Regions from separate parts of the Mus musculus genome. Here region 1 is linked to region 2. The links are chromatin contacts, called in public Hi-C maps. All regions are on one chromosome and are shown on one strand. The core of a region is the stretch at or near the end of the contact, and the rest is flanking DNA. Distances in the headings are between cores, read along the strand shown.

Region 1 (6,983 bases), core at 2,027-4,526, 100 kb after region 2:
CATCCAGGCACATTCTTCATCCTGGCACAAATACAGAGCATCCTGGGCTTAGCATTGCAAGGGTTTCTCGACTCTAGAACAGCTCAATTCTCACCAGGGCTCCTTTCATAACTCTACAATGAGGAATCTCGTTTTCACAATGTAGACATGTTTAGGTGTATGCAGACCTTCCAATGCTTCCGACACATTCCGATGGAAGTTACTTCATTTGGTTGTCAGAGAAGACCCGTGAAATGAGCAAGATGGATTTTTACCAGTTCTTAAAAGAGTGTAAGGCAAAGACTTAAACAGGTGACTTTGCATCCTCAAAAATCACTCAGCTCAGGTTGGCAAGATGGCTCAGTGGGCAGAGGGACTTACTGCCAAACGGGACAACCCAAGTTTCACTCTTGGGATCCAAATAGTGGAAGGACAGAACTGACTCACACAAGTTATCCTTGAACCTCCATAGATAAGCCACAACACACACACACACAAATACATAATACAGACAGACAGACAGACAGACATAAAATATTAACCACCTCACTTAACCACAGAGGGAATGACCCTAAACTTTACACTCACAACCTTTGTGCTTCCACCATTGGCGTATAAATGGCCACCTGTGCAAAATCTAAACTCAGGAGCCTCCACTCACCCCATCTCCCACCCACTGCCCAACTACCATCCTCCAAAGTGAAAATTGCCCCTGTGACTCTAATGTGCAAGCTGTTCTAGGCAGCTGCCTACGAACAAGTTCAGGACTCAGCGGCAGTCTCTCCTGGAGCTGACTGGCGCTTCCAGAAGGTGTAAGACTGTGAGAGTGTCGGCTTAGCCAGAGACTAGCTGACTTAGGAAAGAAATACAGCTGTGACCCCCAACTGGTATGGCCACTGCTCAGCACCATGGTTCCTATGACTTTATGGTCATCCTTTAATGTGTCAATACGAGGAATTCCACTTAGTGATTCCCACCAGGGAGGGAGATTAGGGAGACTGCATGTCTGTAATGGGGTTCACCTGGGAGGAGATAAACTGGTGGCAATCCCCACGATGGGCTCGGGTTGCAGCTGACGTGTGTGCATGTGTGTGTATGTGTGTGCACAAACACACATGTGCAGTTTTATGTGGAGGCCACAGGTCAGCCTTAGACATCATTCCTCAAGCTCTGCCCATCTTGTGATTTGAGACAGGATCTCTCACTGGTCTGGAACTCATGGATTCAGCTAGGCCACTGAGCAGTGAGCCCCAGGGATGTGTCTGTCTCCACTTCCCCAGAACTGGGATTTCAAACATGCATTACAAATTTAAAAATTTAAAACCTGGGCTCTAGGGATAGAACTCGGGACCTCCTGCTTGTGCTGCCAGGATTCTGCCAACTGAGCCACCTCCCCAGTCCTGGTAAGAGCTTTGAGTACAAGGACATCTGCTTATGATCTATAGACCATGGTGACTTTTTTGTCACCCTGGTTCTAACCTGACCTCCATTCTTGTTTGTATTTTTCCAGCTGGGTTTAGGCCCGTCCCTGACAACGGCTTCCAGGTAGCCAGAGGCACATCTCGGTGCTCAGAATTACAGAAGCTGCAAGCTCTGCTCTCCACCCACCCAGGCCCGTGGTTGCTCAGACACAGCCCTGCTTGGCCAGCACCTGCAGACGTGGGAGCTAGGGCCTCCAGCGCACATGTGTTGTTAGCCAAATTCCCTTATTAAAATGACCTATGGGCTTGGTATTTTAAGTACATGGGCGTGGAGAGTGAAACACTCTCAAGTGTTTTTCTCCGCCGTAACTTGCAGCCGCCAGGAGAGGAGAGACTCACAAGGGACCGACCTAGAGGAGTACCGGTCAGCAAAATAACACTCGCTTTCCTGGGATCTTCAGGGTCTAAGGCAGGGCAGAGAGACTGGGCTGTCCAAGACTTCATGTTTTAGTCTGTTGCCTGATGGGAGACCCCGCTTTCCCAGAAACCCTGGCTGGCCAGGACATAGATCACTTTGGTGCTGATCAGGGGCATTGGCTGGAGGCAGAGGCTTTTGGTGGTAGAGGGGCAAGCGGTAAGCCACTGATGCTCTGAATCATCCAGCCAGTGAGAGGGCCGACAGAGAGGGGGAAGCCTCGAAATCTTTATTCTGCTCCTGGTACTGAAGGAACCCGCCGCATCAGCTTCAGTGGATGGCTGTGATCCCAGAGGACTGATATTTGACAGGAGTGACAAGAGGGCTGAAGGCAAGAGGAAGGAGCATCAAAAAAGAAAGACCAGGGGAAGAAGGGGGAAGTCTGGACTCAGCCAAGCATCCAGAGACAAAGCTTGCTCAGAACATTCCAGAGCTGGAAGTACATAGGGAGAGGGCTAAGTGTGAGAGCTCAGCAACCCAGTATACCCGTGTTCGAATCCCACTCGTTGCCTGTACAGTCATACTCAAGGGCAACTTTGTTACTGTCTCACAGCCCTAGCTTTCTCTTCTGCAAAATACAAAGTGGTAACAGCTTTTGTGAGCTGCCCAAGGACACCTGATGGGGGAGGAATTGGGGAAGAGGAGGAACGCTCAACAGGTGTCAGAATTGCTGCTCAGACTGATTTCTACTTGAACTTGGCGGTTCATGGCTGCATCACCAGCTGGCCACCCTTTAAGGCATGACAGCGAGGGGCTGATCCACTATATAAACAAGCCAAGACAGCAACATGTGGCGTCCTCCTCGACGCCAGTCTGCCCATCCAAAGGGCAGAACAAAATACGAACTGCTTTATTTAGTTGGAAAGAAGGTCACGGGGTGAGCCTTCCTGGACACTTGCTGGGGCTGTGGGGCATGCTTTGCAAGGCCAGGCAGTCCCAGGGCCTCAGGGGAGGACTCAGTGGTGGACACTGACAGCCCTGGGGTCTAATACAGAATCAGCAGGACCCTGCCTCTCTGTCTAGCCTGAGACACACTGCTTCCCTTTGCATGTAGCAAATGACTAAACTGCAGGATCAAGATACTATAACACTGTATATGGCTTCCCCTAGGAGGGCTGAGGGCAGGAAGCAAAAAGTAAGCAAGAAGATAGGTGGCTGAAGATCACTGCTTGCCCAGGCTCTAAACATCACTACATTCCAGCTTGACCCCTGCCCCGCCCTCCAAGCCCGTTGGCCTCCAGTCTCTTGCTGGGAGCCCGCTGCCCTTCTTGGCCTGTGGGTGGGCTGCTCTATCCCCACCCCCCACCCCCCGTTCTCAGTGGCTCCGTAACTCTCATTCTCCTTGGTGTAGGTTGGGACACATGAGTCATCTTCTCCTTTTGGGGACTGTTTCTGGGGATGTGAAACTTGCCCTTTGTCACGAAAAGGAAGATTACACATGCAAAGGATCTTCTGCCCGGGGGATGTGGGGTAGCCATTTTCCTTAAGCAGTACCGGTAACATCCCTCTCTTTGTGTCTCTCTGAGGGAACCTTCTGCACAGTTGCTACTTTAGGCACCCCAAAGCAAGTGGAAGGAAACTTTCTTTTTAAAATGTTGCCTTTGAAAAATCAAAACAGCCAGGAAGGGCTGGGAGGGAGGTCTGCTCTTCACAAACTCAGGAAATCCCCGAAGATTCTCCAAGGTTACAGGGGACCGTAGATTATGCCATGTCCAATTCTGGGTACAAGTAACTCTGAGCATGGAAATGCACGCACCCAGGCCAGCGACAGGGCTCAGTGAGTGGAGGCCTGCGGCCAAGCCCAGCCACCTGAGTTCAGTCCCTGGCACCTATACTGAAAAAGGGGAGACTGGTTCCCACAAATTGTCCTCTGAGATCCACACATGTGTACACATGTGCAAGCCTAACCACACACACACACACACACACACACACACACACACACGGTTGGGGACTTTTTTTTTTTCCAAGGAAATGAATGCTCTCCCCCAGATTCCAGGGATAACTTCTGTGTTTGCAGGATATTCCCAGCATGCACTTAGCATTTCCCCCCTTATTTTCCCACCGGTGCTTCCTAACAGCCGGCACTTACACGTGTGTCCGTTCCATTTCCCTTCCTCTTGCTATTTCCACCATGATCTGTTGACGGTAGAGTTGCATAATTTACTTAGGGACTTATAGGCAGGACACAACCCATTGGACTTGCACAGCTTCTGTAGGCTGACTGATATTCGTGCGAAGAGCCCCTGTGTCCAGCTGGCCTGACCCTGTCCTGTCTGTGTCCATGTAGGCAGAATGCAGACCAGAGTCTCTGCTCTTGGCCAACGTCCAAGCCTCAAGAGCCTAACTGAAAACTTGAAGCACAGAACTCAGTTCTCCATAGAAACAACCTTTGCCTGGTTGTGCGGAGTGACCAGCAGTTTGAGAGTGAGCCATCCACTTGGAGAATGGGAAAGCCATGTGTGACATTCTCTGGAGTTCTCTGGAAGTGACTCAGTAGAGCTCAGGGGCTGGGCTTGGACCCTATTTGTGTCTTTTGTTCTAATGTTATTTAAATTAAATAGAGCAGGGCGCTTATACCCCACTTTAATCCCAGCACTAGGGAGGCAGAGGCAAGCAGATCTCTGTGAGTTTGAGGTCAGCCTGGTCTACAGAGTGAGTTCCAGGGCAGCCAATGTTACACAGAGAAAGCTCCAAAAACCAAACCCAAACAAAATAAAAAAACAAAAAACCAAAAAAAAAAACCCAACAACAACAACAAAAACAAAACAAAAAAAGGAGGGCTGATGGGCTGGGAGATGCTCAGTAGATAAGGTGCTTGCTGCACTAGCATGAAGACCTGTGTTTGGACGCCCAGCACTTGTGTCAAATGCCAGTGGGCAGTAGGCACCTATACCCTATTCCTGGGGGTTGATACAAATGGATTTGGGGGAGGGGGGCTGCCAACTGAAATGGTGAACTCCAGGTTCAGTCAGAGACCTTTCCTCAAAAAAAAAAAAAATCCCAAGTGATGAAAGAGTGTGGACAGCAGCTGCTGCTTCCACATACACACCTGCACACACATGTGCACACACACATACAAGCTTGAAAAAGTGAATCAACGAGTTCTGCCGACTTTCAGCGATGGCTGCCCCTGCCTGGGAAGCATGGCTGTACTTGATGTGCTGGGTTGAAAACAACCTTAGGGAAAAAATGAACGCAGTGGGTCCTGTCTCTGTCTCTGAGGGTCCGGCCCACCACCGCTCAAACATACAGGACAGAGATACGCATCTGCTGTGCGACAGGTAGGGTAAAGTCATTCTGAGATGACACAAACTAGATACAGAAGAGGAGAGAGAGGGGATTGCACACAAATGCTATACCTGTGCCCATTTTAATAAGGTAAGGAGATGTCTATAGATTCTGCCATCTTGGGAAACATCCTAAAATTGGATCAGACACTTATATCGCTTGCCCACCCCACCAAAGCACCAAGAGAGTCCCAGGGACTCTGCTTTCTTTCTTCACGCTGCATGTTCTCTCCTGTCTTACTCACTTGGAATCCTAGCCCCACATTATCTCAGATGACTAGCCTGTTTTTAGCCCAGACTTGCACAAGAGTCTCTTTAGATTAAGGCCGCGTGCTCTTCTGTCCTTCCATTCAGCGACTTCTTTCGTTGATAGATGCCCAGATTCCCCAGGCTGTGCTGGTCTATCTGCCTTGTGTAGGGGCCATGCAGGGAAAAAGCCTAAGGTGGCTTCCCAAGGCTGCCTGACTAATCCCCCGCCTGTACCTGTGGCCTAGAGCATCATGCCCACAGCAACCTGGGCAGGAGCAGCAGGGAGTCTGGGTATGGGTGTGGGCATTCAGGAGGGAGGGGAGTGTTGGGGTCTGCAGTTCCTGCTCAGCATCTTCTTGAACCTTTGCTGCTCTGAAAGGAGGCAGGGCAGGTGGACTGGATGCTAATGGAAGAGAGGAAAGCTGGACACCAGCCTGAGGTGGGCGCTAATGCTAAATGGGGCTATTTGCGAGCTCTCCATGCACAGATCTGAGGCTGCCTGAGAGGAGACACTAGTAAGACTGGTCTCTGAGCACCCCAGACCCCCAAACAAGTTCCCTACTCTGCACACTGCAGTCTAAGTTTGTGCACCACACCTGTGTGTCGATGTACGTCTCTGCCAAGGATCTGTTGGCTGCTCGCCAGGTCACTGGCATCAGACCTAGTGCCCAGGATGGATGTCAAGGCCCTTAAAGCATCCTCAGCCCCCTGTATGCCAAGGCCTCCAGAGCAGGCCACCCTCGTATCTCTTGGTTCCTCGACAGACAAGGCGCGCCCCCACACCCCCGCCAAATGCACACTCTGTTGCCTCCCATAGGTTTCAAGAGAGACGACGAGTTGCCCGGGGAAACCATCTGCCCTTCGCTAGGTTACACACAACTTGTATTTGCCCCCGTTGCACCTGTCCTTTGTCACAGAGACGTCTACACAGAACAGTGAAGGCCTGCTTCACTGTCGCCCCTCATGAACCCTTGACCTTGAGAACGCCTCTTCAGCGGACTCACGGTCCTCTAGTGCTAGCCGACACAATAGGTGCACAGCAGATGTGCGATGATGAATCAAGAAATAGATGAACGGGGACATGGCAAGCTGAGGCAGGAGGATCACTGTGAATTCCAGGCCAGCCTGGGCTGAACAGTGTTCACTCTGTTTCCAAAAAAGCAAAAGAGAAGAATGAATGAGTGAATGAATGAATGAATGAATGAATGAAATGCTCTCCCTAAATGCCTTTAGGAGACGGGGTAAGCAAACAGACACAGGGAAGGGAGGTAGGTTGCATATGCACAACACACAGGGCCCAGACTGGGCCCTGAAAATGATTAGTTGTTTATTACTGTTATGCATGCATTGATTTATGAGTAATTGTGACGCCTCCGTTTTATCAGGTCCTTAGCAGAACAAAGGGATAAAAGTCCCCTGTCGTGGATGAGAGGCAGTAGGAGGGGCACCTCCTTCCCTAACTTCCTGTCATCTCCTCCCTTCTCTTCCAACAATCCCACCCTTCAGTAGAAAGAGCCGCCATGCCTCGTCTCCTAAGTCTCCTCATAAGTACACCATCTTGCTATTATT
Region 2 (6,941 bases), core at 3,591-6,090:
GTTTATCATGCAGCCCAGCAGCAGTGAGGATCCTGTGTGTGCAGATCTCGAGTGTGGACTCCACCTTATGAGTTTGGCAGCGGCATAGTTGCCATAGTTCCTTCCACCAGGAAAGTGGTGGAAGGCTGGGATCTCACAGGCTCAGATGTGGCACAAGGTGACAAGTTACCCTTTCTGTGCCCTCCTGCCCCCAGAGACTCCATCTATCTCATGCCTCTGATGTTGCCCTGTGGTTTCTTCCACACACAATGTGGCTATAGGCCTTTCCCACAATCCAAACAGATGAGGCCACACAGTCTTAAACTTGCAGCCTCCAAAACGGGGATGTAAACATACCCCTCTGTTTTAGAGAGCACTCAGACTCAGACACTGTTGCGACTGGACATTCAAGGAGAGCAGTGGTTAGTGCTAGCCGACGCCCTTTGGGCTCTGTCTATCCACACACCCATCTGTAGCCACCTTTTATGAAAATGGGACTATGAGGACCATTCTGTTTCATGACTTTTCTTTTGCTATTTCCTATTCTATTGAATGTATGTTTTTTTTTCTTTTGAATTTTTATTATGATTGTGTGGATGTTTGCCTACCTGTAGGCCTGTGAACGTTGTACATGTCTGAGGTTCCAAGAGGCTAGAAGAGGGCATTGGGTGCTGAGAATTGAACCTGGGTCCTCTGCAGTAGCAACAGGTGCTCTTAACCACTGAGCCATCTCTCCAGCCCCATTCCCAATATTGTTATGGGTGTTTAATACATCCTGTCTCACACATGAGGTAAATCTATTTAATCAGTTCTTGGGTGCTCCAAATTTCTTTATTGTCCTAAGCAACGAGGAGTTAGGTGTCTTTATAAAAGTATTTATGTGTGTCTGTTGGCTCCTTTCACAGGATAAGTTTTTGTGTATAAAAGTGCCAGTCTAAGGGACAGGCATTGTTTGAGTTTTCCTGATTGCTCTTTTGAAATATCCTTAATTTCAATGACTCCCGCCTGCCAGAAATGAGAGAGGAGCTCTTACATATATTTACAGACTATTTTCCTAGTCTTGTGGGATGAAATGACATTCCACTACTGGTTTGATATTTTAGAGTTTTAAAAGCTATTATTGGCTGTATTTTCAGATATGGGATTTTGCCATGCATGGCAGGGTCACCTGCATCAGCCTCTTGAGTGCTGAAACCATAGGGATAAGTTTACTTTTTATTGGGTTTAAGTTATACAAAGTAAACTTGTTATAAGTACACTACTCTGTGAATTTTAATGTACAGAAATGTCCATTTAATTTTAACCCTGACCCAAATATACAACATTTTCAACTCTTCCAGAAAGTTACTTGTGTCTCTCCCAGTTGATTTCCCCATGTCTTCTCTTGCCTGTCCATAACCCTCATATACTGGGAATACCTTGTACTTTTGCTGTGCCTAGCTTGCTTCCTCCCTCCTCTCTTCCCTCCCCCTCCCCTCCCCCTCTTCTCTCTCCGTTCCCCCTCCCTCCCTCCCTCCCTCTCTTCTTCCCTCCCTCCCTCCCTCCCTCCCTCCCTCCCTCCCTTCCTTCCTTCCTTCCTTCCTTTTTAGTTTTTGAGACAGGGTTTCTCTGTGTAGCTCTGACTGTCTTGGAACTCACTCTGTAGACCAGGCTGGCCTCAAACTCACAGGGATCCACCTGCCTCTGTCTCTCAAATGCTGGAATTAAAGGCAAGAGCCTGGAGCCGGGCATGGTGGCACATGCCTTTAATCCCAGCACTCGGGAGGCAGAGGTAGGCGGATTTCTGAGTTCGAGGCCAGCCTGGTCTACAAAGTGAGTTCCAGGACAGCCAGGGCTATACAGAGAAACCCTGTCTCAAAAAACCAAAAAAAATAAAAAACAAAAAAAACCAAAACAAAACAAAAAACAAAACAAAAAAAAAACCCAAAAAAACAAAACAAAACAAAAAAACAAAAACAATAAAACAAAAAAACCAACCAACCAACCAAACAAAAAAAAAAGAGGCATGAGCCTGGCTTCTTACACGCAACTCCATGTCTGTCAGATCCATCCACATGGTATGCCCACCTGTAGCTTGTGCCTTCTCATTGGGTATATTGTTGTGCATGAGCAAACCATTTTTCACTTATTCCTTCTTCTGTGGAAGGACATCTTGGTTTTATCTAGTTGATTTGCCATGGCTGGGGGAATGCAGGCTCTCACCTCCTGGGAGCAGAAGAAGGTGTGGTTGCTCTGTATATTTAGCTGTAGTGGATATTTCTAAATAGTTTTCTGAGTGTCTGTATCAACTTACCCACCAGAAGCACTTGAGAACTGCAGTTGCCCCACACCCTTGCCAACCCTGTGATATTTTTAGTTCTTAGAATTGAATGGTTTTTGCTTGTGTTTTTATTTCTCTTTCTATGATTATGAACCGGTTGCTTAAGGTTCCACACACTTGATTATTTGGATTTCTATGCTTCTTTCCCATTGCTTCCCTTTTTACTAATTGCTTTTTGGGGTGGAGGTTGAAACGGGGTCTTGTTATGTGGTCCACGATGGACTTGAGCTTGGCATTCTCTTGTCTGAACCCCCTGAGTCCCGGGGTTACAGAGATGCGCAGTCACACGCAGCCCGGATTGCTCCCTTTCAGGAGTTGCTTATTTGAGAAGGTGTCTGTCTTTCTTTCGTAGCAGGGAGATTGTATTTCTTATTGATTTTCAGGGTTATTATTATAACACTCGGTTCTGCTTGTTGCCTTTACATCTGCTTATCCTTAAACAAAAGAAGATGGAGTGCCGATAAATCTGCACTCTCTCCCCTTGGCTGAAAGCTGCGCTAAGATCTGAACACTCCATAGCCCTGACGCGTGGGTGAAGAATCTCAGAACAGAGAGACGAGATCTCGGTTGTGGGCACAGGTCGTGGAATCTTTCCTGGAACTGTTTCTGAGATGGTGGTCTCATTCTACTGTGAGGGTTCTGTGTAGAACAGATGTGAGATGTCGTCATGATTCTCCACAAAAGGGGGCGATGTGTGACTGGGACTCCTGATGCCCTGGATCGTGATCGGCAGAGACACCCTTGGTGGCCACTCTCGGACTCCTCACCCACGATAAAATGTTCAGGATCTCCCTGACCCCTTGTGGTGGTTTGAATATGTCTGATCCTCATTGGCCCATGGGGAATGGCACTATTAGGAGGTGTGGCCTAGTTGGAGTAGGTGTGGCCTTGTCGGAGGAAGTGCGTCACTGTGTGGGGTGGGCTTCGAGGTCTCCTAGTGCTCAAGCTCCACCCAGTGTGGAACAGGTTCCTCCTGGCCGTCTGCGGAGGACACACCCTTTCTGCTTCTTGCAGATTAAGAACTCTCAGCTCCTCCAGCACCACTGCCGTGCTTTCTGCCACGATGATAATGGACTGAACCTCTGGAACTGTAAGACAGGCCCAGTTAAATGTTTGCCTTTATAAGAGTTGTCTTGGTCATGGTGTCTCTCCACAGCAATGAAACTCTAAGACACCCCACCCCACCAGCTTTGTCACCAGGCAGGCTGTGCTGGTACTGTATCCCATCCATGGCGTGGGTCTGGAAGGCTTCACCAGGTTAGTTCTGTATCTGCTGGGCTACACTCACATTGGGACTGAGGCTGTGGTTAATCGTTTCATCACCCACCATCTTCCTTGTAGCCCACTTAACAATAACCTACTTTATCTGACAGGTTTGTATATGCATATGATACATTCAGGTCACTTATACTCTCTCTCTCTCTTTCTCCAAATACACACACACACACACACACACACACACACACCTCTCCTTGCACCAGCCTTTTTTTTTTTTTTTTTTTTTTTTTTTGGTTTTTCGAGACAGGGTTTCTCTGTGTAGCCCTGGCTGTCCTGGAACTCACTTTGTAGACAAGGTGCTGGTCTACAATCACTCCCAAGTGCTGGGATTAAAGGCATGCACCACCACCACCCGGCTCTGCTCTGCACCAGCCTCTTACCCTTACTTTGGTCCTGTTCTTATTTTAAGTTGTGACCCACTTGGTTTAATAAGGGGCTACCTGCATGGGCATGGGCACAGGTGTCATGTTGTCTCTTGGGGTGTGAGGGACTCACTCTGAAGACAGTATTGAAAACAAGGGTTTCTGTTCTACCAGCTACCCCAGGGCCTGGCTGGGCTGAGCCCCAGAGGCCCCTCCCCTCCTGTGACTGAGTGTCTAATGGTTCAGTCTTATGCAGAACCTATGCAGGCACTGCAGCTGCTGCAAGCTCACGAGTGCTGCAGCCATGACACACCAGAAGATAGCACTGCACAGGCCTCCCAACAGCACTGCATAGCACTCCCCACAGCACTGCATAGCACTCCCCACAGCACTGCATAGCACTCCCCACAGCACTGCATAGCACTCCCCACAGCACTGCATAGCACTCCCCACAGCACTGCATAGCACTCCCCACAGCACTGCATAGCACTCCCCACACCACTGCACAGGCCTCCCCACACCACTGCACAGGCCTCCCCACACCACTGCATAGGCCTCCACTCCGTCATCCAGCTTCTACATTCTTTCTATACACTCTTTCATGATGTTTCTTGAGCCCCTGCAGGGACAATAAGATTTCTGTTGCCACCATGGCTCTGTTCATTTCACACACATCATTTGTAATGCATACAAGGAGACCTTATGATCCTCAAATCCACCCAGGGCAGGAGGAGTCATTGGCATTTCAGTTTTGCAGATGATGACACTGAATCACAGGTAGACCAGATGTTCCAAAGCCTTAGGGTTCAAACCCAGGCAGGCTGGGTCTGGACTCAGTCCTAGCTAGCCATTTGCTGCTAAGAGAATGAGGAGTCAGCCACGCAAACCATTGAAGTCACATAGCTCTGGCCAAGGTCAATTCTCCAGTGTTGTGATGTTTGGCATGTCTCCTTTCCCTTCCTGTCCCTACTTCCCTCTTTCTCCCAGCTTCCCTCCTCCCTTCTCCTTCTCCCTCATTTCTCCTCTGCTCTTTCCTTTCTTTCTCACTGGGAGAAGTGGGTATACCCAGGCAGGCCACTGGCTTGATCCTGACTCCCCATCCTCAGCCTTCCTTTGAACTACTTTACTATTCTCACTGGGTAAGTTTGCTACAGCTGCTGCAACAAACTACCACAAATTGGGTAACTTAAAGCAACAGGAAGTCATCTCCCCATAGTTCTGGAGGTCAGAGGCCAGATGTCTGGAATCAGCTGTCATCTGATGGTCACGTGGTCCGGTCTCTTTCAAAGGCTAAATCTACACTAAACAGCTTTCCTGGCCCTCAGTGACAACTGGAATCTGCTGGGGTCCTGTGGCTCGGAGACATATCGCTCTGTCTCTGCTTCTGTCTTCCTGTCATCTCTCTGGTGGGTCAGATCTCCTCCTCTTTTTAGGACATTAGTCACTGGTCTTAGGATCCACCATAAATACAGTGTGATCTCATCCTATGATCCTTAAATTACTCACACCTATCCAAATAAGGCCATAGTCACAGAATAGTGATAGTTGGGGAAAAATGAAAAAAAAAAAAAACAACCATGTTTGCTGACACACGTACATATACATGAATGTTGGGAGAGCTATCTTAAGGAGGTTTGCAGAAAATGCATCTTCTAGTCATCACATCCCCCACCCCCAAATGTCAGAATTTTAGTTCAAGTAAGTGTGTGATTATAAATTCCTTGACCCTATAGGTAGCTTGTCATGCTTGTACACACTCCTGTCCCATCCCTTCAGAAGGAGTTGGTACTTGTCTGTCACCAAGAAAGGGGCCACCACATTCCTGCCCTGGGCCCAGGATGCTACCTGTGGGGTGTTCTGTTCTCTGATTCTTTAAGCCTCATGTGGCTGCCTTTCTTCCTTGTAGTGGACTGGCAGCCCCCCATTGTCTGTCTCCTGTCACCCTCTGCATCCCAGGGTCCTTGCCTTCAGTGGTCCCTCAGATGTTCTCATTGTTTCCTCCCTGCTAGACACCTCCCTTAAACTAACCCTCAAATCACGTCTACATTCTTTTGGGAGTATCCACATCAACATGTCAGTCCACAGAAACTCGCAGTAAAGAAACAGCATCATGGGCTGGAGAGATGTCTCAGTGGATAAAGTACTTACGATGTACACATAAGGGCTTGAGTTGGAATCCCAAGAACCCAGGTGTGGTAGCATGCATCTGCAATCCTGCTGCCCCAGGTGTGGTAGCATGCATCTGCAATCCTGCTGCTCCAGGTGTGGTAGCATGCATCTGCAATCCTGCTGCTCCAGGTGTGGTAGCATGCATCTGCAATCCTGCTGCTCCAGGTGTGGTAGCATGCATCTGCAATCCTGCTGCTCCAGATGTGGTAGCATGCATCTGCAATCCTGCTGCTCCAGGTGTGGTAGCATGCATCTGCAATCCTGCTGCTCCAGGTGTGGTAGCATGCATCTGCAATCCTGCTGCTTCAGGTGTGGTAGCACATGTCTATAATCCTGCTGCCCCAGGTGTGGTAGAAAGCATCTGCACTCCTCCTGCTCCTACAGTAAGATGAAAAGTGGAGGCAGGAGAATTTCCCAGGAGCTTGTGGGCTAATTTGTTTGGTGAACATGGTAGCAATCAACAGACAGACCCTGTCTCAATCAGGGTAGAAGGTGAAAACCAACACACCCCAGGAATACATTGTGGCATGAATGCTTCTACACCTACACATGGAAACACATATGCACACACATCCACATAACACACACACACATACATAATATACATACAAACATATAGATGTCATACACACAAAGATCTAAATGCATGCTAATGTATATGTGACCATGTAACATATATGCAAGCTTAAATGTGCGTGTATACATGGTAGTGTATGTGTGACCATGTAACATATATGCAAGCTTATATGTACACACACACATGCTTGTGTATGTTTGACCATGTAACATGTATGCAAGCACAAATGTGACTGTACACATGATCATGCATGTGT

The links. A called contact is a pair of places that touch in the nucleus more often than the background predicts.
Region 1: a Hi-C map of bone marrow-derived macrophages shows a contact between it and region 2, with 44 read pairs. The contact joins two enhancer-like sites. A contact is called at or near these places in 1 of 15 datasets of contacts at CTCF or cohesin (pro-B cells), 23 of 484 Hi-C or Micro-C datasets (the C2C12 cell line, the HPC-5 cell line, Th2 cells and 15 more) and 10 of 115 datasets of contacts at active chromatin or transcription factors (bone marrow-derived dendritic cells, bone marrow-derived macrophages, differentiating embryonic stem cells and 5 more).

The regions. Positions count from the first base shown.
Region 1 is chr16:92,672,610-92,679,592 of GRCm38.p6, forward strand. The region is part of intron 4 of Runx1 (runt related transcription factor 1); the gene reads right to left. Among named protein-coding and RNA genes, the nearest start is that of Gm30224, 80 kb to the left of the region's middle. Within about 2 kb of position 3,277, at least 56 of the 459 cell types and tissues checked have an H3K27ac peak or open chromatin away from gene starts, as enhancers often do. A contact at or near this core is called in bone marrow-derived dendritic cells, bone marrow-derived macrophages, embryonic fibroblasts and 2 more, where this site is marked.
Region 2 is chr16:92,568,226-92,575,166 of GRCm38.p6, forward strand. No RefSeq gene overlaps it. Among named protein-coding and RNA genes, the nearest start is that of Gm30224, 24 kb to the right of the region's middle. Within about 2 kb of position 4,841, at least 45 of the 459 cell types and tissues checked have an H3K27ac peak or open chromatin away from gene starts, as enhancers often do. A contact at or near this core is called in bone marrow-derived dendritic cells, bone marrow-derived macrophages, embryonic fibroblasts and 2 more, where this site is marked.